Linked DNA regions of Mus musculus: all the other regions are linked to region 1. The links are chromatin contacts, called in public HiChIP or PLAC-seq, Micro-C and promoter capture Hi-C maps. All regions are on one chromosome and are shown on one strand. The core of a region is the stretch at or near the end of the contact, and the rest is flanking DNA. Distances in the headings are between cores, read along the strand shown.

What was found. Promoter capture Hi-C pulls out the DNA fragments that hold promoters and counts their contacts. Hi-C and Micro-C count contacts between places; a contact is called where the count stands out from the background. HiChIP or PLAC-seq counts read pairs in DNA pulled down with a chosen protein or histone mark.
Region 2: a FOXA1 HiChIP or PLAC-seq map of pancreatic cancer cells shows a contact between it and region 1. The contact joins the promoter of Elapor1 here to the promoter of Fam102b in region 1. A contact is called at or near these places in 1 of 39 promoter capture datasets (pre-B cells) and 2 of 115 datasets of contacts at active chromatin or transcription factors (large pre-B cells and pancreatic cancer cells).
Region 3: a contact with region 1 is called in a promoter capture Hi-C map of pre-B cells, with 3 times the contacts expected there. The contact joins the promoter of Clcc1 here to the promoter of Fam102b in region 1. A contact is called at or near these places in 4 of 39 promoter capture datasets (the HPC-7 cell line, cranial neural crest, hippocampal neurons and 1 more), 1 of 484 Hi-C or Micro-C datasets (uterus) and 2 of 9 other capture datasets (adipose tissue and liver).
Region 4: a contact with region 1 is called in a Micro-C map of embryonic stem cells, with 2.2 times the contacts expected there. The contact joins the promoter of Vav3 here to the promoter of Fam102b in region 1. A contact is called at or near these places in 6 of 39 promoter capture datasets (the HPC-7 cell line, hippocampal neurons, liver and 2 more), 8 of 484 Hi-C or Micro-C datasets (B cells, CD4 T cells, LSK cells and 3 more) and 5 of 115 datasets of contacts at active chromatin or transcription factors (bone marrow-derived macrophages, memory CD8 T cells, microglia and 1 more).

The regions. Positions count from the first base shown.
Region 1 is chr3:109,024,950-109,030,621 of GRCm38.p6, reverse strand. It overlaps Fam102b (family with sequence similarity 102, member B), which reads left to right and starts at 3,015. Exons shown (of 11, transcript NM_001163567.1): 1 at 3,015-3,437. The coding sequence starts at 3,301.
Region 2 is chr3:108,533,704-108,539,375 of GRCm38.p6, reverse strand. Elapor1 (endosome-lysosome associated apoptosis and autophagy regulator 1) reads left to right here and starts at 2,835. Exons shown (of 22, transcript NM_001346518.1): 1 at 2,835-3,080. The coding sequence starts at 2,928. 1700013F07Rik (RIKEN cDNA 1700013F07 gene) reads right to left here and starts at 1,792. Exons shown (of 5, transcript NM_029314.1): 1 at 1,677-1,792. The coding sequence starts at 1,757.
Region 3 is chr3:108,651,324-108,656,995 of GRCm38.p6, reverse strand. It overlaps Clcc1 (chloride channel CLIC-like 1), which reads right to left and starts at 3,083. Exons shown (of 12, transcript NM_145543.2): 1 at 3,016-3,083.
Region 4 is chr3:109,337,985-109,343,656 of GRCm38.p6, reverse strand. Vav3 (vav 3 oncogene) reads right to left here and starts at 2,974. Exons shown (of 27, transcript NM_020505.2): 1 at 2,415-2,974. The coding sequence starts at 2,618.

The sequences.
Region 1 (5,672 bases), core at 1,766-4,265:
GGTGTTATCTTTCTTCTATCACAGCCGGCTCCCTTCTCCATCACTTACAGATCACTAGCTGTTACATTACACTACAACTCTGCTCATTTTTCCATGTCCTCCATAGGATGTAGCATCTGCGATGCACCTCAGATCTATTAGGTGTTCAACACGTAATAGGAGCTCAGTAAGTACTAGAAAGTTCCTGGATACTGCTAAAAGGTTTGAACCCTCCTTGGACTAATGTCAGCTCTCATTCAATGACAAAAATCAGAAAAACCCTTTTAATCATCCTTGCTCATAGCTACCTTCCGCTCACTTGCAGGACCATTTTAAAATCGCTTTGCTAAGATGATCTTTTATGGGAAATTCTCTTGCCAAGGTTACCAATGACCTATGAGCTCTTCAATTCTATAACTTCTTTTCAGGATTTGCAGTGCATGTGTGTGTGTGTGTGTAGGCCAGAGGTCAACATCTGGTGTTTATATCAATCGTTCTTCAATGCCTTTTTGAGACAGGATCTCTCATTCAACCTAGAGCTTGCTAATTTGGTTAAACTGGCTGCCAGCAAGCCCCAAGAATCCTCCTGTCTCTGCATCCAGTCCCCCAGCAGATCTTAACTAACGTTACAGGGTTTGAATTCTCTCTTGGCTTTCAGGCCATCTCTCTTGGTCTTTCTCTTTCTCAGGCTGCTTGTTCTTGGAAGCCTTCACAATCACCTCCCCCTCCATCTGCCCATTAAATATTCTCCAGGGCAGCTCACTCCTACCCGCCTTTTGGGCTTCCGCCATCAGTGACTACCACAATTCCCAAATGCATATTTTCAACCTTAACCTTTCACAGGCACGAAGGCTCAGCCTTGCTCCCTGTAAACAGCACAGATTCTCATTATTTCCCCTATCCCCAGCCTGCCCTCCTGATCGCAATGTTCAGGCCCTCTGCTTCTGCAAGCTACAGACATCAAAGTCCACTAACACTTCCCCCATCTCTTTCTGACCCACAAGGCAGCAAAATTCCCCTCGCCCAAGTAGTAGTCTGAATCTTTATTTCTCCTACTTCTTCACCTGGAACACCTCCTACTTTCTCCCAAATCCTAGGTAAAATCCATAAAGCCATCACTTTATTCATTCAGTTCATCACTTCTTATTCCAAGTTGTACTTCGTTTAAATTTAGGACTTTTTTCTGTCTTAGGTTTTGCCTTTTTTAAATTGTTATGTAGTGTTATTCTTGTGCGGGGTGTGAGAGGTGTGTGTATGTGTGTGTGTGTGTGTGTGTGTGTGTGTGTGTGGGTGTGTGTGTGTGTGTGAAAGCATGCATGCCATGGTGGTGTTCGGGCCTCAGAGGACAACTTTGTGAAGCTGGTTCTCTTTCCACTTTTCCATGGCTTCTCAGGATTGAAGTCACACTGTGGACGCTCCTGAGGTCCGGCTTGCACTGAGGCTCTTTACCCACCGACATTTCTCTGCAGTCCAGTTTTGTCTTTAAAAGGTCTAAAAAAATACATTTATTTATTTATTTATTTATATAATGCAAGTGTATTTGTAGGTGTGCATGCCTTACAGTGAACCTATGGATGGAGGTCAGAGGCCAATCTGCGGGATTAGCTAGTTGCTTCTTTCTGCCATGTGAATTCCAGGGATGAAACTCATGTCCTGCAAGTTCCTTTAACACTGATCCATCTTGGCCAGGCCAGGACTTTAAAATTATTACAAGCAGGTTTTGGGTTTTGGTCATGGAATCTATCTAGCCAGTAACTGGTGGTTTAGGCAATTAAAATATTTTATATGAATAAATAAATAAATGGGCTGGAGAGATGGCCCAGCAGCTCCAAAGGGACTTGGTTCACTTCTCAAATCCACAGGGCAGCTCACGACTGTCCCGTTTAAGAGTATCAGACACACTTTATGGTCTTTGCAATTACCAGACACACATGTAGTTCACAGGCCTGTAACACAGGCAAGAGACCCAGACACATCAATTGAATTTTTAAAAAACGTAAAGGAATGATCTACAAAGAGGATTCTTTTGAACTACACCTTTTCAAAAATTAAAAAGGCCAGATGCCAGGCTGGGGATGTAGCTCAGTTGTGAGGTAGCTTGCTAGCATGCATGAAAGTCCTGGGTTCGATTCCTAGAACTGCATAAACATGACATGGCGGCACATCCCTATCACCCTGACATGGGGATCACAAGTTCAACATCATCCTTGATTACATGGGGAGTTTGAAGCCAGCCTGAGCTAGAGACCTTGACTACAAACCAAACCAAACAACAGTACCTAAAAACACCACCACCCCTCAAAAACAGTACGCAATTAAATTGATAACATACGTTTTAACAGTAGATACTGTGTGGGGGGGGGGGGGACAATTGATATTCATCTAAAAAGAATTTTTTAAGTATGCCTTTAGAATCTGACTTCATGTGTTCACAGTATGTACAGATTTTAAAGGGGAAAGTATTTTAACTCCTCTGGTCCTTTTTCTTTCCTGGGTGACAGAAATTAAATAAACAAGCCATCAATGACGGGAAACACAAGGCACAGCCCCTTGCTTGGGCACTTGGTGTGGCCACAGCAAATTTTAATCTTTTCCTTTCTCCTAGCTGACTTTCATCTAATGTTTAAGAGCTAGTGGGGTTTAGAGACCCTACAGAAGATTTTTAGGTTTGGGATTCTATTTGTCTCTATTTATCTTCAAACCCAGAGGCCGTGAAATCACTGGAGGGGGAGGGGAAGAAAGGGGGGCGGTGCAAACCCAGAAAGGAAAGGCGCAGAGGAAGCTGCACAAGGAAGCTTTTTCGGCTGGGTTTGTCTTTTTTTAACCCCGGGGAGGCGTGCCGAGCTCGCTGCTGTCGCGTGTTAGCTTGCCCAGCTTCCCCGGCGGGGCGCGCGCCCGCCCGGAGCTCCTCCGCCCTCCGCGGACCGCCCGCTTCCGCGCTGGGTGCGCTTCCGGCTGCGGCCGCTGGGGGCGCCCCGGGCAGGGAGGCGGCAGCGACCGTTCTCCTAGCGGCGCCTCTCTCTCTGCTCGCGATCAGACGGGCGGCGGCGGCGGTACGGAAAGGGCGCCCACTCCCCGGGCGAGCTGCAAGGCGACCGCTCCTCGCGGGCGGCCGGGGTCCGCGCTGCAGCCGCCGGTGCTCTCAGGCCCGGGCTGCCGCGACAGGCGGCCCCGGCTCCCGCCGACTCGCGGCGCCCCCCGGCTGCGCCCCCACGCGCCGCTCGCGGCCCGGGCCATGGGGCTGGGCGGATCCGAGGCTCGGCCGAGCTGAGGCGGCGGCGCCCGTCCGCGCAGCCCGCTCGCCGGCGCCTGGCCCTCACGATGATGAAGAAGAAGAAGTTTAAGTTTAAGGTGGACTTCGAGCTCGAGGAGCTCTCCTCGGTGCCCTTCGTCAACGGGGTCCTCTTCTGCAAGATGCGGCTGCTGGACGGCGGCAGCTTCACCGCCGAGTCCTCCAGGTAAGGAGCCTCGGGAGCTGCTCTCCCGCGGCTGCCCGCAGGCAGGGGCTTCTTGCACGGCCAGCATCCCTTTCTATGCTTGGCCCCTTTGCTCTGTCGAGCTGCCAGCTCGGTGAGCTCATCGTCCTCCAGAGACGAGTCTGAAATCAGCCAGAGCATCGAACAAACGGCACCAAGTGCTTCGCAGTGGGCTGGGCTGGTTGTCCCGCGCGCCTATCTTCAGGTGGCCCCTGAGTCTGCTTTCCCCCCAGTTCTTCAGGAACGGTGGAGACACAGAAAGGATGCTTCTGGTTTGTCCAAAGACATTTCCCATATTTGCAAAATCCAAAGTAGACCGTAAACCTTAGAGAAGCGAAAATGACCCAAACTGTTACAGTCCAAGAGCTCCCACTCGGAACCGCCTGTGGTTGACGTAATTACTGAGACTTTACTGGGACTTAGGGTGGCCACGATAGAGCTTGGGATACGCCTGGTCGGGCTTGTCTTGAGTCAAGCGTTCCTGGCAGACGAGACTATGTAGTCTTTGGCTTGCCTTAGAGCTATGTCTCCAGTTAATGTGCTTATATTCTCAATTACCCATCTTCAAGTGGCCACTAGTGGGTCTCAGTGAAAGACTTAGAATCAAGAGAGCCCAGACCTTATCCTCCATGTCCTTTTAAAATGAGCACCTAGACACTGGGAAAGAATCTGACAGCAGGTGACAGAACGCAGCCATGTATGGCAGGATTCCTTGAGTAATTTAAGGGCAGGTTACACATTGATAGATTTGCTCTTAGATATTTTTCTCTACAGAAAAACAAGATACATGAAAGAAGTTTTGGAATGAACTTTTAAGTTCTTAAAGTCAAGGAGAAGGGGCTAGTCGTCAATATATGTTTTGTCTACGTAAACTTCATTTTTACCCTAAAAAATATTCTTTTTATCTGCTGTTCCATTAATAATGTAAAGGAAAAAATGTCAATGGGTTGTGGGACGGAAGCCAGAAAACTGCCCTCTCTGGCAATAATGAATCCCGTGGAAGCCAGGAAACGCCAAATTGCCTAAATGAACAGATGTACGCGGCACTATTGATCCTCAAATTTATTTTTAAAAATCCACTGAGGATAATTTTCAATATTTAACTGTGATGACAAACCTGTAGACATTCAGCTAATTGATTATACAACCATTTTAACACTGCTGTCAGAGAACAATGAACTGTGGAGAGGAAAAAACTACATGCATACATACATACACACACACACACGCGCGCGCGCGCGCGCGCGCGCGCGTGTGTATGTGTGTAAAACTTCCTAGCTCTTGCAATGGAAATCCTGAACACCATGCGGGGGTCAAGTGACAGCCTTACTCTGAGGCCTAGACAAAGTTTTCCTGGAGGGTTCTTTTCCCCCTCCCCCAAGTTGGAACAGATAGACGTAAGCCTCTGCCTCAATGGTGCCACCTGGTGGTCAGAACATGGGCCTACCTACCTTCTTTCTTTTCTACCTCCTTTTCTGCATGGAGTGTTGATTTGCCTCACAAGTCAGTCAGTCACAAGTCTGACCATTTCCCCCCCACACACACCTCACTCCCAGTACACATGTCCACTGGGCCGTTTAAACATATTGATTACTCTAGGTAGGGCTATGAGGTGGAGAGTTTTACTATGCTAGTAAGTGAATTGAGTCTTAGGAAGCATACCTTCCCAAGACCCCCTCCTGTCTGATCGCGTGATGCCAAGTTTCTGGCCCAAGTCTAACTTCAGACAGCGTGATGTCAGACAGAGAAAAAAGGTGTGTGCTGTTGAGGAGTTTCTGAGTCGGCAGCTGCCTAATAAGTTAAGGTATGAGGGCTATAATTGATTTCTCCACACAGGAAAAAATAAAAGTCAGGTTGCTTGTGTTAAACAAACCTTTCCTCCAACTAAAATCTGGATTTATGAAGAGAATTGAGGTTAATAGTGCCCTAACCAGGGCTTAGCAAACCTCAGTCCCACCGTGATGACCCTGCGTGGGTTTACTTAGGCATTCACAGCTAAAATTTGGAAAACTCAGCCAGTGATTTAAGGCCATCTTGAGGGTTTCCTCAGACAGTGTGCCTGAAACATTGAATGTATTTTGGCATTTGGTGATGAAGACGTTTGCTTAGATTTTTCTACCAATTCCTTTATCCTACCAAAGTGTGCCAGGTACAGTGGTGCAGATCTCAGTCTCAGAACTTAATGTAGAAGCAGAAGGATGCTAGCCTAGAGTACAT
Region 2 (5,672 bases), core at 1,586-4,085, 490 kb after region 1:
TGGGGACTGTGATTATCAGAGCCATAGTAAATACCTACATGTGTAGGCATCCTTCTGCTAACTCAATTCCTTTGGGTATCCAGGACTTCCACAGCAAGCTATCTTGAGACTCTAATTTCTCTTTCACTGCAGCTACATGCAGCTATTCATAGTTGTCAAGGATATAATCAAAGTACGTGTCTAGCAGCAGTGACTTATTTACAATTAACTCAATGGAGCTGAGCATATGATACTCGTAAGACCAATCCCATAAATGTTAACAGCATCCTCTCTTGATCAAGTTTATCCACATAGGCCACCAGTTTTGGTTTTTGAGACAGTGTCTCATATAATTTAGACTAGTCTCGACCTTGCTATGTAGTCAAGCCTGTAGGCCCTCGATTTGGCTTATACTTATACACTGAACACACATTTACTGAAAGACATGTCACAGCTGTGTGTGATTTCTAACACTCTGTGACACTCTAGTACTTGAAGTCTCGTGATTCCCAACAGCTCTGTGATGGCTCCTAGCCCACTAACACAATGCTCACAGCATTCAGCCACCGAGGTCGTCTCTAGCACCAGTCTGAGTGTCGCTGTTTCGCACTGACATTCGACTTTTCTGGAGTTAGCAGTTCTCCAGGATGCTCTGTCTCTCCTTCGAATGTATCTGCACCTACTGCTTCCTATCCCCAGTAGCTGATATTTCTTTCCTTCTTTCTAACTTCACACACACAAACACACACACGCACACCTTTTTCACGTGTCTCAGGTAACTCAACAGATGTCACTCACTTTCTTTTAGAAACCCCTCCTTTATGCCCCTATTCTTGGGCACTCTACCTATGACTCCACCACAGTGCATGTGCCTCTGAGGGAAGTGCATTTTGGTTTTTGTTATGTCTGTGGGTTTGGTTGTTTGTTTGTAAACAGATTCTCATAGCTCAGGCAGGCTGAGAGTTCCTGGTCGTCCCCTTCACCCACCAAATATGAGGATCAGTTGTGCTACCCACTAAGTGACTGATGCAGGGGCTGGCCTGTCTTCCTTACTAAGCTAACCGGACAGTAACTATATCTAAATTGAGGCTATGTTTTCTCAGTGTTTCCCAGCATGCCTGGCACATAAGCCGCAAATATTGAAGAAAAGGAAATTCTTTGGTGTTGTTATCAAGCTCAAATTACCACTTAATTCGCTTTATTGTGCATCTCTTCAAATATCCCAAATACTCAGACTAGGAAAAAGATGGTGTATATTTCCACTGAACATAACTAAACACACACACGTATACAAATGTGTTCTTGCATCAGCCAGAGGCCAGAGGTACCATGAAGACTTGCTTGAAGTATGACCTGGTGTCTTTCAGAGATTTTCTTCCATTCTACCTCTCATCTGTCTTTGGAGTACACATGCCAAGCCAAGACAAAAGGGTAGCTTGGTGGAACCCTGACTATTATTATATTTCCCCATCATTTATATTCCCCATCACTGCTTTGACAGACCTTGTTCTACATTAGAGCTCAGTTCCCTTCCCTCTGCTCAAAACCACTTCCAAAACGTTATCAGACGCAAATAGCGGACCTAGGAGACAGGCAGAAAACAGATTTCTTTGATACTTGGTGATCTCATCAGAGTTAGGTTACCAAGAATTTCCTGCAGGCCCCACTGGGAATTTGCTGAGGAAACCTCAATGTACCTTAGAAGCCCACAGATTTCCCAAATGTTTGTCTTCGTCGCGTAAGGCAGGGTTCGAGAAAGTTTCCTGAGGCTGAAGCATGTTTAAAGGCCCAGAGACGCACGCTTACTCCCTGGAGACTAGTGCAGCCTCAGCACGACCTGGTTCGCAGAGGATCCCGGGTCCCAATTGTTTGGAACGCCCAATTTTTAGTTGCTAGGCAGCTATCCCTCCAGTTATGACAGATGTATTCTGATGCGCCACCTGGCGGTTCAACTAAGAAGGCTCCTTGAGAGGAGGCTGCTGTGAATGGAGGGAAGGCGACCTGGATACGCACTCTGGAGCCTCTGTTGGAAAACGCTGGCTTCCCAAGGCATGGGATTTCTGCGAAAGCTGACGAAAGAAACACTAAAAGATGACCCAAATGTTTCCTTCTCGCTTTCACCTAAAAGAGAGCTTCCCCATTTTCAAATCAACGAGAGTAAGAGAATGTCAATATATATATATATATATATATATATATATATATATATATATATATATATATATATATATATATATCTCAAAGATCTCACGTGTCCTACTTGCAAAACTGTCGATTAGGTCACACTCCTTGCTGTTTAACTATGCAGACGTCATGGTTGCTCACTGAGACGGCTGTAAAAACGTGGATGGATTTGGTGGGGAGGAAGGATGGAACTAGTTTTTGCAGTTAGTGCTGGGGCCACTCTAGGAGACCATCCCTGGAAGATAACGAAGACGCCTGTCTTCCCCTAATCGTTTTACATGCCATGTTTACAAAATAAGATATGCTTAGAAATAGCCCCCTGCCCGGAAGAGTAATAGGTGCGAAATGAGCTGCTGCAGATGTTTTGGAGGGTTTCTCTACTGCGTGCTTTACGTAAGCCTGTTCGGTTAGTTGCAAACCCTGGCTCGTGCACTCCCACGCCGCGCGCCAGCGGTGGCGGCTGCCATGGAGACCGGCAGGTGAGCCGCACAGGCGCGCGTGGTCCCTGCCCCACCCGCGCTGAGCGAAGAGGATGCGGTTGTCAAGGCGACATGGATAGGAGGAGGAGAGGACCGAGGGAGGAAGAAGGATGGGCTGCCTTGGCGTAGCCGCAGGGAGGTGACTGAAGCGAGTCCAGCCCCTTGCATCCTCCCCCTGTGTACCTCCCTCCTCTTTTTTTTTTTTTTTTTTTTTTTCCTCCTCTGCCAGCATAAGCAGCCACCGCAGCACCTGAGCCGCTACTGCCGCTGGCTCAGGACAGCGCTATGGCAGAGCCTGGTCACAACCCCCATCCTTCTGCCAGAGACGGAGGAAAAACTGAAAGGCGCACACCCCGGCTTCTGTGGCTGTTGCTTTGGGCTGGGACCACCTTCCAGGTGACCCTGGGAACCGGACCCGAGCTTCACGCCTGCAAAGAGGTACTGTCCACTCCACCCCCTTGACCTGATCTCACTTTGGGAAAAAAAAAAAAAAAAAAAAAAAAGAGCTAAAAAGCCTAGATCCAGATAGAGACCTTGGAGATCCAGTCACAGTTTCAGGGGCCATAGAGTTCAATTTTTTTCTAGGGATGAGTAGGAGCTGGAGCGAGGGAAGCAGGCTGGTGTCGTCATGGGGGAGGCCAGCCCATCGGAGGACTCCTAAAATAGATCACCCTCAGGAGCTCTCAGCAGCTCTGGCTCAGGGAGTAAGGTCCGAAAGAGTGACAGTTCTCAGAAAGAAAGAGAAAGAAGACAGTAGCTGCTTCCCAGATGGGTGAAATTACCTAGAGAGTGATTGGAAACATCGAGAGACCAAACAGAAAGAGGAAAGGAGGGAACTGGGATAAAAGTAAAGTTAAGGACTGGTAGTAGACTGGGGTCAGAAGCCCTTGGGTCTGAGGGTGGGAAGCTCGGGAGACCAGCCGTAGGATCCTACCTAGTAAGTGCCCTCTGTGTTAACATCCAGTTGCTCGCAGCTGCTGGCTGAGGCCCTCCTGGAACGCTTTGCCTGTTCCCTTGCACACTTTGGTTAGTGTTTAGCACATGTCCCACCTTCTCTAGATTTTGAATTCTACAACATATCCCCCCCCACTCTTTCCTTTGAACTTATGTTAGCATATGCCACAAGTCCTTTTCAAGGTGTCTCTAAAATGTTAACAACATAATTCACAAAAGAGGTAGTGAATGTCTTCTAACAACCACAACAACAAAAATGATTTTGAAAATTGGTTTTTGGGGGGACATATGACAAGACAATAGGAATACCAAAGTTAAATAGTTTTGGTATTAGTGAAATAACGATATTTGGTTTGTGCTGTAAGTGACTTAAAAACATATGGTAGAGACAACATTGAAATATTTACAAAAAGTATATTGGGGAAGGCAGAATAAAATTTATGCAGAATGTGAGAGATTTGAAAACATGTCAAAAGTCTAGCACTGTAGGGGAGATGCTAAATATCAAACCTAGCTAAGGTTTTGAGGGGTTAAAATAGTCCTTTAAGTCACCAGTGTTAATTAACAATGCCAGTGCAGTCCCATAAATACAATTATGGAGGGTCCTAACCACTAGCCTATCTACAACATAGCAAATCACAAAAGAAGCAAGTGGGATTCATTAATATTTGAGTGGCCCATAGGTACTGGACTTGGTGTTGCATCCCTTTAATCGCCAGCACTTAGGAGGCAGAGGCAGGTGGGTCTTTGTGAGTTTGAGGCCAGCTTAATCTACAAATCGGGTTCTAGGACATAGCATGTTCCACAAAGGGAGGAAAAAATGGCTCTGGCTCAGGGGTGAAGAGAACTTGCTGCCTTTGTAGAAAATCTGAACTCAGTTCTCAGAAGGCATATGACAGCTCACAGCCATCTGTAATTCCAGTTTCAGGGGATTTGACGCTCTCTCTTGGTCTCTGAGGGCACTGCAGGCGTGCAGTACACATTCATGCACACAGGCAAGCATTCATATACACAAAATTTTAAAAAAATTAAAAATGAAGTGACCCCATGGCTGGGACCTAGCTACAAGGACTATTTGAACCCCTCAGCACCTCAACTACATTTGACCCTTGGCTTTCCTCCTGCAGTGCTAGACTTTTGTTTTCAAACCTCCCACATTTTGCAGAGTTAACAAAGTGCTCCCTTCGCATGCATGAAGCCCTGGGTTTGATTCCTCAGTACTGAGTAAACCAGATAGAGTGGCCTTTGTCTGTAATCTTAGCACTTGGGAGGTGGGGGCAGCAGGACCAGAAATCCAAGGTCATTCGAAGCTCCATAGTGAGAGACAGGCCTCACAGAATCATCCTCTGACCTTCATGTGCACACTGTGGGATGTGTGTGCCCATATCCATATACATAGTATGAACACACAGAAAAAAATAAAAATAAAAACCCTGCAATCACTGGAAAATGGCCCCAGTCAGCGGGCCTTTTAGAACTTTTGCTAGGCCCAATAATACCCTGGCTGTGACCATAACCAACTACATTTTTACCGAGCCACTTCACGATAGATTTTAAAGATGACCGTGAACAGGATGATCTTCCCAGTGACCTTGGTTCACTGGCCTTGGTGGCCTGTGGCCTAGTTGTCTTGCCTAAGTGTTAAACACTGTCATTTCCTTTGTAGAAGATAAGAATTCTACCATACAACTGCCGCCTGTCATTAGATCTTTGTCCACTGTGACATATAAGACATTGAATTGAAGGCCTTGGACACCGTTCTGGTTAAGAGGGAGGGAAGAATATTAACATAAGAATTCTATGTTGTGTGCATATTCTGTCTTTAGACTTATTTAAACCACAAACATTTGCTTACGAGTAAGTGAGTCGAAGGCAGTGGAAAGGTGTTCAACACTCCACAGTTTGGGGAGCTGTGGAATGGGCATTCTGCTAACGACAACCCCAGGGATGCCTGTCCTGAAGATGGAAAGATAAAAATGGACCTCAAATACAAAATAGAGTTACTTCACCCCTACTTCTTGGCTCAGCCTCTTTAGCTAGGCCCACACCCCTTGCCATGTTGAAATAGCTTTGGAG
Region 3 (5,672 bases), core at 1,834-4,333, 370 kb after region 1:
ATGGAGAGAGGGGGGAAGAGAATGTGGAAGGGAGAGGGGATGGGAAGAGCCCAAGAGGGCAAGAGAGAAGCAAGAGAACAAGAGAGGGAGGATGGGGGGCAAGCAGCCTCTTTTATAGTCAGGTCTACCTGGCTGTGGGGAGGAGCATACCTGACTGTTGCCAGGTAACTGTGGGGTGGAGCTTAGACAGCATGCTAACATTAACATCATCTCATACTCTGGAGACAGAAAAATTGAATAACTATGTGATTAAAAGTAAAGATATGAAATAGAGCCTTAGAAGAACTACATACAGAAGAAAGTGGAGGCTTAACTAGAGCAGCCAGCAAGCAAGAAAGAAAAAACAAAAAAACAAAAACAGCAAAGGGAAGACATCAGGGAAGGGGCCGGAGAAGCTACTCTTCCAGAGGACCCAGCACCCACACAGCAGTTCAGACCCGGCTGTAACTCCACTTCCAGGGCATCTGACTCCCTTTTCTGCCCTTTTGTGCACACACGGTGCACAGACATACATACAGGTAAAAGACCCATAATTTTTTTTTTTTTTTTTTTTTTTTTTGGTTTTTCGAGACAGGGTTTCTCTTTTAGCTCTGGCTGTCCTGGAACTCACTCTGTAGACCAAGCTGGCCTCGAACTCAGAAATCCGCCTGCCTCTGCCTCCCGAGTGCTGGGATTAAAGGCGTGCGCCACCACGCCCGGCTATAAGACCCATAAATTTTTTTAAAGGAAAAAAATTTTAAGGAAAAAAAAAAGAGGAGGGGCTTGGCTGAAAAAAACAAGTATTGGTTATACTCAATATGTCAAAGACATTCAGTAAAGCCCAAGAAAAGGTCACTTGATGAGTTAATTAAATAACCACTTACTGAAAGAGTAATAGGGAAAGGACCAGTATTAATGAGTGAAGAAGTAATTAAGAGCATATAAAAACTGAAATAAGGGCTGGAGAGATGGCTCAGCGGTTAAGAGCACTGGCTGCTCTTCCAAAGGTCATGAGTTCAATTCCCAGCAACCACATGGTGGCTCACAACCATCTGTAATTGGATCTAATGCCCTCTTCTGGTGTATCTGAAGACAGCAACAGTATACTCATATAAACATAAAATATTAAAAAAAAAAAAAAAAACCTGAAATAAAAGCTACAGAAACGGCATCCTGTATCCCTTTCGTGGGCATGGCATACTTCTTCATCAACAGAACGAGTGAGAAGGAAGACAAATTTTCTCAGATAAAAACAGGAGTTTAGGGTGAAGGTAACGGACGTTTAGAAAACAAAAGCAAGAGGGCATCACTTATGGAGGCTGACAGCCTGCCAAGTACCACTCACAAAGTTACACCACGGGCAACCACGTGACTTTCTCCAATAGTGACCAGCAGGTGAAGAGTTAACCAAGACTACAGAATGAATAAAATGATGGAAGGCAAAAAAAAAAAAAAAAAAAAGGGGGGGGGGAGGCAGCCAGAGTTAGATTCCACACCAGAATGAGCTGGGAAGTCAAAAAGGGGGGGGGGGGGGCTATGGAAGAAACCAAAACCACAATCAATTGGAAATTCAATCCCTCCTGTCAGAGGCCGGTGGTCATCTAAGACTAGAACTCTTTGAAAACAACAACACTTAGAACTGATCCCACACTTCCTCCAAAGTTGCAATCTGGACCTGCTTCGAGCTTATTTTAAAGACAAGTCTCTGAGATAGGGCCAGCCAGTGCTACATAGACTGACTCGGAAAAACAAAAACATCACAAAAATCTTCCTATGTTGCCTCAGTTTATGAAAAAAACCTGCGTTACTCTATGACTTGTCGGTGGACACCAGTTAGTTTGTATCATTTTCTCATTGCCTCAACTACAACACATGTACTCCAGTGCGCACAATAATAGTATATAAAAAAACATACTCATACAATAATAGAGGACATTTTGTTACTGAAACATATGCTCCTTTAATCCTTACAAAAACTCTTGGAAAGGGCACCACTGTCTCAATCCCAGAAAAAACGGGTAACATGCCCATGGCCTCTGAGCTCTGAGAGGTTCCTTGGAGGTTAGGGTTCAAAAGCGGGTGAGGAAACTCTGCTGGGTCTTATCACACAGGTGGGAAAACCAGAAAAGGGGCTTCTCACAGGGGCGGCCTCTGGCTTAGCTCTTAAGATGTGCAGGCTGATTGACAGCCACGAAATGGAAACCCTCAAGAAAGTCACTGATTTCAAAGAATCAGAGGTCTAACCAACCAGCCAAGCAGGACTAACCGGGTTAAGGGAAGTCAAATTCTCGGTTATCTTAGAAGCGGGAAGTCGCTATTTAGCTCACGCGTGTTCTTGTCCTTTCCTGGCAATTGAGGTTGTTTTTTTCTGTTTGTTTGTTTGTTTGTTTTTCGAAACGAGGTTTCTCGGTGTATCCTGGAAACGCTGTAGACCAGGCAGGCCTCGAACTCAGAGATCCGCCTGCCTTTGCCTCCGGAGTGCTGGGATTAAAGGGTGCCCACCGCCCACCAGACAATTTTCATTTCCAATATGTGCCCAGACAACGCTGAGAAGAGCACTTTTATAATCAGTATCATGGAGAAAACCTGACGTTTTGCACCTAATTATAAACCCACAGACTTACAGCATCAACTAACTTAATATACTCAAATTAAATTTGGAGTTTCATACCATTACTCCAACAAATCCAATATATATATATAATTTTTTGGCCGTCAGTATTTGTTGCAGATTCTGCCAAGGTTTCAGATAACACAAGCAAGGATGCTCTTGCCCCAGGGTGGGCCGCTCGGTATATTCGCAGGGTTAGCCGAGACAAGGGGAATGACTGGCGGGCGCTGTCTACCCGCGTAAGACGGAACAGGGAATCGCCACGGGCCCAGGCCCCGGCACCTCTCACGCTGCCGCGCCGCCTCCCACGCAGACCCGCGGGCCGCCCCGACACACCGAAGAGCGCCCACTCACGTCGAGGGTCCTGCCTGCTCTTTCAGAGGGACCCGGGCCAGCCCGGCCGCGGAAGACGCCGAGCCGCCTACCTCAAACACGGTGCACTCGGACTGGAGTCCCGAGCGGACTCATCGACTCGCTCGGCCCGCAGCTGTGCGGCCTTCCCGCGCGCGTTGCTGATTGGCTGCGCCGCGGGGGCGGAGGCGGGGGCGGGACCAGGCCGCGCTCCTCTGCTCTGAAGTAAGGGCTTTTCAATTACCCAACCACCAGTTCAGTTCAGACGGTCGTGGCTAAAGGAGCCAAGTACGTCTAAATAAGTAAATAAGTAATAAGTAAATAAGGAAAGAAAAGAAAGAAAGAAAGAAAGAAAGAAAGAAAGAAAGAAAGAAAGAAAGAAAGAAAGAAAGAAAGAAAGAAAGAAAGAAAGAAAGAAAGAAAAAGAGAGAGAGAGAGAGAGAGAGAGAGAGAGAAAGAAAGAGGGGGGAGGGAGGGAGAGAAGGAGAGAGAGAGAGATAGAGAGAGAGATCTACTTCGAACATAACTTTCTAAGTGGAAGATAATGGTTAACTAGTACTATATATAGTGAGGGAGGCAAATGGGAGTTTGGACGTAAGGTTTGTTTTGTGTTTATCTTCAACTTCTGGCTTTGCAGTTTCCAAAGTGTCCAAAGAGGAACCCCACCCCAGAAATGAATACAAAAACTAACTGGCAATGAGACACTGTTAGTATTTAATTTGGTATTCTTGGGTATACATACATCATTTACAACTTTTTAAGATTTGTAGTCGTTTTAGATTTATTTCATATGTATGAGTGCTTTGCTTCATATAGTATGTGTTCCACGTGCGTGTCTAGTACATACAGGGGTCAGAAGAGGGGGTTGGATCCCCCTAGATAGGAAGTCCCAGATAATTGTGGCACCAACACGTATTTTCTTTTTAATTCTGATTGTGTTTCTGCATATGAATGCAGTTGCCAGCAGAGGTCAGAGCTGCAGTTGCCAGCAGAGCATCAGGTACCTGAGATGCAGAGTTATCGGTGATCTTGAGCCACAAAACTCGGTTGCTGGAAACCGAACTTGAGTTCTTTTAACAGCTAAGCCACTTCTCCAGCCCCATTGCTACTGTGGCTGGTAGCCTTTCAGATGTAGATGATAAGATCCTACTGCTGTAGCAACCATGTGTGTACAGAAGTCAAGATGGAACTGGACTGAATGCTTACTCTGGAAGGTTAGCTTTCATAACATAAGGATGCCTTATGGAAGAAGTCACCAGCAGTCTTGCCCTGCTGTGACCTTGTATGTTACCCGGCTGCCCTCCCAGGCAAGATGTACCCACATTTGCAATAGTGGCAAACTGTTAAGTGGGTAGCCATCTTCTTTCCAGCTTGATTTGAGGCCCACTCCATAGGAGGGGATTCATGTCCGGCACAGTAGACCTGATCAAATCTGCGTCTGGGAGGTCAATGCCCTAGGGGGGAAGCTACTGTTCTTTTGCTGACTAAATGTATCATACATATCAAGCAGCCTTCCAAATATTTATGTTTACCCAAACATTAGTACTGCCTTCAGCTTTGGGCAAAGAAGCTTCATTTTGCAGTAGTAGTGCTTAATACAGAGACTCATAACTGCTCAAAGTGCTGAGAATAAGTGGCTTGAATGCTCAGCCCTAAATGAAACATCTAACTTGCTCCTTCCAAAACTCAAAGAACATCATTTGGTGGGTTGGGGGGTGGGGGTGGTAATGGTAGAATCTGAGAGCCAGAGGAAGGGTAGAAAGGTAGGCGTGTTGTGGACTCTTGTCTCCCTGGCACGACATGAACTCACTAGTAGCTAAGAACTGTTACAAGGCAGTATCTGTCTTGACGTTGTGAACATGACATGTGAACATGGAACAGGGCTATGGGCAGTTAATGATTGCTTGAGGAGAGGAGGTATTTTCTTCAATGGTATAGCAACTAATTAAGTTGCCAATCTATACTGTAAATAACCTTTCACCTTTGCTCACGTAACCAACCCTAATTAAACTTATATTAGCTGAGTCTCCACTCTTCTTTTTAATAGCATGCATTAATTATAGATAATGGTTTCATCGTATTTTCATGTTTATAATGTATTTTGATCAAACCCACTTATTATAACCCTCTTTTGTCCCCTTCCCCCTCCTCCTGACCCACTTTCCACATCAGTTCTTGTACAGTCACATTTTATTTGTGTGACTCAATAGGTTTAATTATGGATGCTTACACATGAGCATGGATAAGGAGGAGAGATTATGAAGTTAAGGTTATCCTTGGATATAGGGATTTGGGGCCACCAAACTCCTTTATCCATCTTTATTGGTTATTTTCCTGTTGCTGTGATCAGAAGCTCTGACACAAGCATCTTAGGGGAGAGGGGCTTATTTGAGTTCAGAGTTCAGGGGAAGACTGGAAGTCATGAAGCAGGAATGTGACACAGCTAGTCACATTAGGTTCTTGATCCGAAAGTAGAGTGACAAAGGAATGCTAGTGCTCCACTTGCTCTCTCCCTTGTAGCCAGTCCAGTACACCAGTCCATGGGGTGAGGCTGCCCACAGTTAAGGTGGGCCTTCCTACCTCTGTGTCTTAGTCAGGGTTTCTATTCCTGCACAAACATCATGACCAAGAAGCAAGTTGGGGAGGAAAGGGTTTATTCAGTTTACACTTCCACATTGCTGTTCATCACTAAAGGAAGTCGGGACTGGAACTCAAGCAGGTCAGGAAGCAG
Region 4 (5,672 bases), core at 1,725-4,224, 310 kb before region 1:
ACAGATGCTAGCACAAAGGAACCTGTAGGTCTTTGTGATTTAAATTTTTAACTGTATCCTAATACCCTAAAATAACATTTTAGGTAATCTTGCTAATAATGAACATTTACTACATATGTGCTGAGTATTGTGGGCATGTTATATGACACCTTATTTCACAAAAGCACTTATTAAGTCTCCCTTAATGATATAATGAAAGTCTATATTATGCAAATGTATATACCTAGCTCTTAACCTCTCTGTAGTGGGGCCAAAACAGAGATAAAAGCAGATGCCCCACACTTAGGACTAGCTTTTCAGGACCATGTTTGAGAAGAAGCCCTCTCCCCAAGTTCATCACAAGAGAAATCACTGAGTTTGGAACCAGAGAGCTCAGAGATGGACTGACTTAAAAACTCAAAAGAAAAATCTAATGAAGAGTCAGTTCACTGCCCTACTTACCTCACTATAATCTGGTGGTTTATTGATATCAGTGTAATAATTCCTTAAGGGCAACTAACTATCTTGATATGTTCACTGTGGTGGCCTCAGTAGGAAATAGAATTCTTAGAGAATCATGCCCTGCTCCTTTTCATCAATGATGCTTATAATGACCTTCAGTCATCAAACTGATTACATTATAGATAATGCATTTTAAGAGAAGAAAGAGGAGAATCCACTTGACAAGATCCCATGCACTGTCAGCAGTCAAATAAAGACTTGAATGTCAAAGAATGCCCAGCTATCCAAAAAGGAAGGAAGGAAGGAAGGAAGGAAGGAAGGAAGGAAGGAAGGAAGGAAGGAAGGCAGGCAGGCAGTTAGAAAAGGAAAGGAAGGAAGGAAAAAAGAAAGAAGAGAGAAATTTGATTATTAAGAACACTTTGATGAGTAACTGCTGAAAGTTCCAGAAACTAAACTTCGAGGAAATATGCACAGCACGTGGCATCAAAGCACAAGACTTCATGCTGCTACTGAGACTACTGATCAAATGGAACTGGAGATCTAACAAGTGACTCCTGTGCGTGGCACAACCTTACTCCTAACAGTTAACTCAGACAGTACAGAAACAACCACTGAAGCCCTCCACAGGACTATCTATGGTTGCCACAATTGTGGGCAAGTCCACAGAATTAGCAATCACCCATCATTCAGGTTTCTAAGAGAGTCTAAAATAATTGATCCTTATTGTAAACACATATGGCACTCAATACTTATATATCTGCTTTTTTTTTTCCTTGGAGACTGCTTACCAACAGGGGACACAGAATTTGAAGTGAGGATCGACCCTGATGAAATACTGACAACCAGGGCAGAGTGTGGGAGTTCCTGCTTTAATTATGAGATTATTAAACTGCATAAGATCACTTTTTTCTGCAAGGACACAGCTCTGGGTAAGTGGTAAGTCTCTGAATCATACAGGGCTAGTGCTAAAATATGTCACTAAAAGGTCTCTTTCCTTCCCCTTTTAAGTTGAAACATTTCTTTTTCTTTTCGTGTGCATGTGCGTGTGCGTGTGAAAGAGAAAATAGAAGTTCTGAGTTGTGTTGAACATCCTTTTAACAGAAACTTTCCGACCGGCCCAAAAAATAAGCAGCACTGGGCTGCATGTGGCTTTTTGAGCTGTCTCTGAGGAACCCACTGCTTTCTGTGCCTTCCAGGACTGGATTTTAATCAGAACCCTCAAAGAGGTATCTCCAAGCTAAGGCCACAGAAGCCCAAGTGCCTCCAAGCTACCTGATCGCAAGACCCAATGAAAAAAAGCAGAGTCTCCAGCAAAACTTCTCACTTCCTGCCACCGGTGAGGGAGGCTGGGCTGGCTCCCCTTACGTTTTCAGACAAGCTATAAACACAACCTTCCAGTTTGCTAACAGGCCACGGGCTTAGGGGGCGGGGTGGGGAACTTCAGGAAGGCTCTCTGTGTCCCTCTTGGTTTATTTCCTCTGAGCAGATAACGGTACCAAACGCCCTCCACTTCCTAGAGTCCTCATCTATGGCACAGTTCCTCTTTCCAGAACGTGAGGACCAAATGAAAGCAAAAAATAAGTCAAAGCAAAATTAACCCCACCGCTTCATCTCATCCCTTCTCATTGTTATTTTAGAGCCGACTCCCTCTTTGTTATCACACACACACACACACACACACACACACACGGGGGGGGGGGGCAGAAAGGTGAAACGCGCCCTAGGATAACTTATTTCTTCCCGCCTCCCAGAAACCTTTAGGATTCCATACACCATCTCCCGACGCAAGGCTTTATTAGTTCTGCTTAGAAGCTAAGTCATTTCAAGGCAAGTGAGGAAAAGCCCCCAAGCTGAGAACTGAGAGGCAGGGCAAAGCGGAGCGCACCTAGATGTTTGCATTTACACAAAGAAATTATCCGGATGATTAATGGGAGCCTCTGACGGGCAGCGGGGTCGCGGGGTGGCCTCCATACCTGGGACATCTGGGGCCTCAGGTTGATCTCCTTCAGATTGATGGAGTGTGGCCGCAGGTTGTTGAGCAGCTGGCAGAGCAGGACTCCATCGCGAAGGGTCTGCGCCAGGTCGAACACCTGCGCCGAGTCCCAGGTCACCCGATGGTTGGGGGGCAGCACCTTGCTGTGGATGAGCCACTGAGCGCACTGCTTCCACGGCTCCATGTCCGACGGCTCCCGGACCCGGCCCGGCCGGGGCGGGCAGCGACTCTGAGGTGGCCGCCGCGGAGCGTCAGAGCCCCGCCGACGCCAGTCGCGCTGATGGCCCCTGGTTCGCTTTGCCTTTCTGGAGCGGGCGCCGCTGCCGGCGGCTCGGGGACGCCGCGTGGGACTCGCCTCGGGTCCCCGCCCGGATGCGCCGCGGCCCGGCCGCCGCTGCAGCAGCGAGTGCCGCGCGCTCTCGGTGCGCCCCGGCCGGCTCCGCTGAGCACTGGCTTCCGACTGGCGAGCCTGGCGCCCCGCGACTGAGCATGCCCAGCGCGCCTGGCCGGTCTGTGCGGTCCGCGAGTCCCCGGAGGCGCGGGTGCGAGCGTGCCCGCCGCCCTGGCTGGGGGTCCGGGGCTGAGGGCGGGGCGGCTGGGGGGAGGAGCGGGCCGAGTTGGGGCGGCGGCCACAAAGGGGATCCCGGCGCCCCCGCCCGCCCGTGAACCCTCGGATGAGTGGAGCTTGCACAACCCCGGGGCGTCCAGGGATTAGCCCATCGGCGCGGCTTCCTAGGAAGTGTGGCTGAACACTGAGATTCGCAGGGGTGTCCCCGGGGACACCCTGAACAATGAATGCGATTTAAATTAAGAGGGTCTCAGAGGAGCCAAGGCTTAACTGGGACACAGGGAGCCTGGAGAAATGAGATGTGCACTACGCGCAGCTGGAGAACGCAGCATGGAAAGTTTGTGATCGGCCCCTGGTCCCGCCTCCTCCAGGTCCATCCTCAGCCCCTTCCTGAAAGTCAGTTTCTTCTGAGAATGTTTTGACACCTTGAAAGTGCGTGACGTGGGGACAATTGCAGCTTCAGCCTAGGTAGAGGGAAAGAAGTAGGTTTTGCATATCTCCCAGGCTTGGAACTGTTCACTAAAGCAGTCCAGCGCCTTTTGCTGATCTTCAAAATCCTGCCTGAGAAAAAAAGAAAACTGGCCGGTGACACAGAGGCAAGAGCGCGCATGCGTCAGTGACTTGCCACCAGGTTTGAGCTCAAATCGCTTCAGTACCGAGACACTGAGAGACTGGGTCAGCATATTTGGAGAACCCTGGGGAAAATTGGAAAGTTCCCCCCCACACACACCCACACATGTCAACTCTGTCATACTGAGGCAAGGTTCTCCCTGTCTTTTTTATTCCCACTGCCCTACAAAGCCGAAAAGGGTGTATAAGCTTTTTGTAGTAATATATTATTTCACTGAACTCTGACAACTCCCTGTAAATGCCCTCTTCGCTAGTCTTTTTTTTTTTTTAATTGAAATCTAGTTTGGTGGGATTTTATATCTGTTGTTGCTGCTGCTGCTGCTGCTGCTGCTGCTGCTGCTGCTGTTTCATTAGATATTTGTAGCTCAAATTTTCGATTGTGGATCTTATTGATTTTATAAACAGGACAAAACGTAACTTTTAAAAAGTACATGATCTGTTGGGACAGAAGTTCGCTTCTTTTATGCGTGACTGTAGCAAGCGTGGCCTGCTGTGTACACAACCAGCCTTAAACAATAATAAATCAGCCTAAGGATTTCCTTTCCTCGCATGCATCCGTCCCCAGCAACTTCCTCTGTGCACACTGTGGAGTCCATCAATAGCACAATGTTTCCTAGACCATAATAGGTTTGAAAGCCTGAAACTACAGGAGGATCAATCCTTAGCAATACTGTATCACCGAAACTGTAAAGTGCATCCTAGGCACGAAGATTATCAACAGCAGTGTTGCAATAAAATAGAACATTATAATCATAAATCGTGAAAGAATGTATAAAATATATATACTTTTTCTTTCTGGAATTTTCCATGTGATTTTTTTTGGGGGGGGGGGGTTGGCTGTTGACTACCACTTTCCTAAAAACTCAGAATGCAAAACCATCAAAAAGAGGCAAGTACTGTAAGCCATGTTACTCATTATAGATCTTTACAAACAAAACACACATGACTTGCCATTTAAAATGTGGTCCTGCATAAGAAGAAGTGGCGCTGGAAAAGAGGAAAGATGATAAGGAAAAAGCAAAGACTAGCCAAGCATTTCATTTTAGGTAGCATCAGATCATCCCTTAATACTGTTAAAATATTTCCAAAATCCAGATCATGTGTACCGACCAGTAAACAAACCTGGATTTAGAATCCAAGTTAAGCTGCTTTTTGATAACCTTGGGCAACTTCTATTCTTCTAACCTTCATTTTCTTCACCTATAAAATGAAGGAAGTGACCCTTGCCACGTTGGGTTGTCAGAATAAAAAAAAGAGTACGCCTTGGTACTTGGAATGAATACATAGACAGGAGTATCACTGTGGACCTTGTAAGACTCTCGGGCCTGAACAAAATACCCATGGAAGGAGTTACAGAGACAAGTGTGGAGCAGAGACTGAAGGAATGACCATCCAGAGACTGTCCCACCTGGGGATTCATCCCATAAACAACCACCAAAACCAGACACTATTGTGGATGCCAACAAGATCTTCCTGACAGGAGCCTGATATAGCTATCTCCTAAGAGGCTCTGCCAGTGCCTGACAAATACAAAAGTGGATGCTCAAAGCCATCCATTGGACTGAGTACAGGGTCCCAGTGAAAGAGCTAGAGAAAGTACCCAAGGAGCTGATGGGGTTTGTAGCCCCATAGGAGGAACAACAATATGAACTAACCAGTACCCCCAGAGCTCCCTGGGACTAAACCACCAATCAAAGAAAACACATGGTGGGACTCATGGCTCTAGATACATAAGTAGCAGAGTATGGCCTTGTCAGTCATCAATGGGAGGAGAGGCTCTTGGTCCTGTGAAGGTTCTATGCCCTAGTATAGGGGAATGCCAGTGTCAGGAAGTGGGAGTGAGTGGGTTGGTGAGCAGGGGAAGGGGGGAGGGGATAGGGGATTTTCGGAGGGAAAACTAGAAAAGGGGATAACATTTGAAATGTAAATAAAGAACATATCTAATTTTAAAAAAAAGTCTCTCAGGCCCTACCCAGACTGAATGAGTAGGACCCTGAACTGTATCAAGGTCCTCAGGTGATAAATAAATTTCCATCAAAA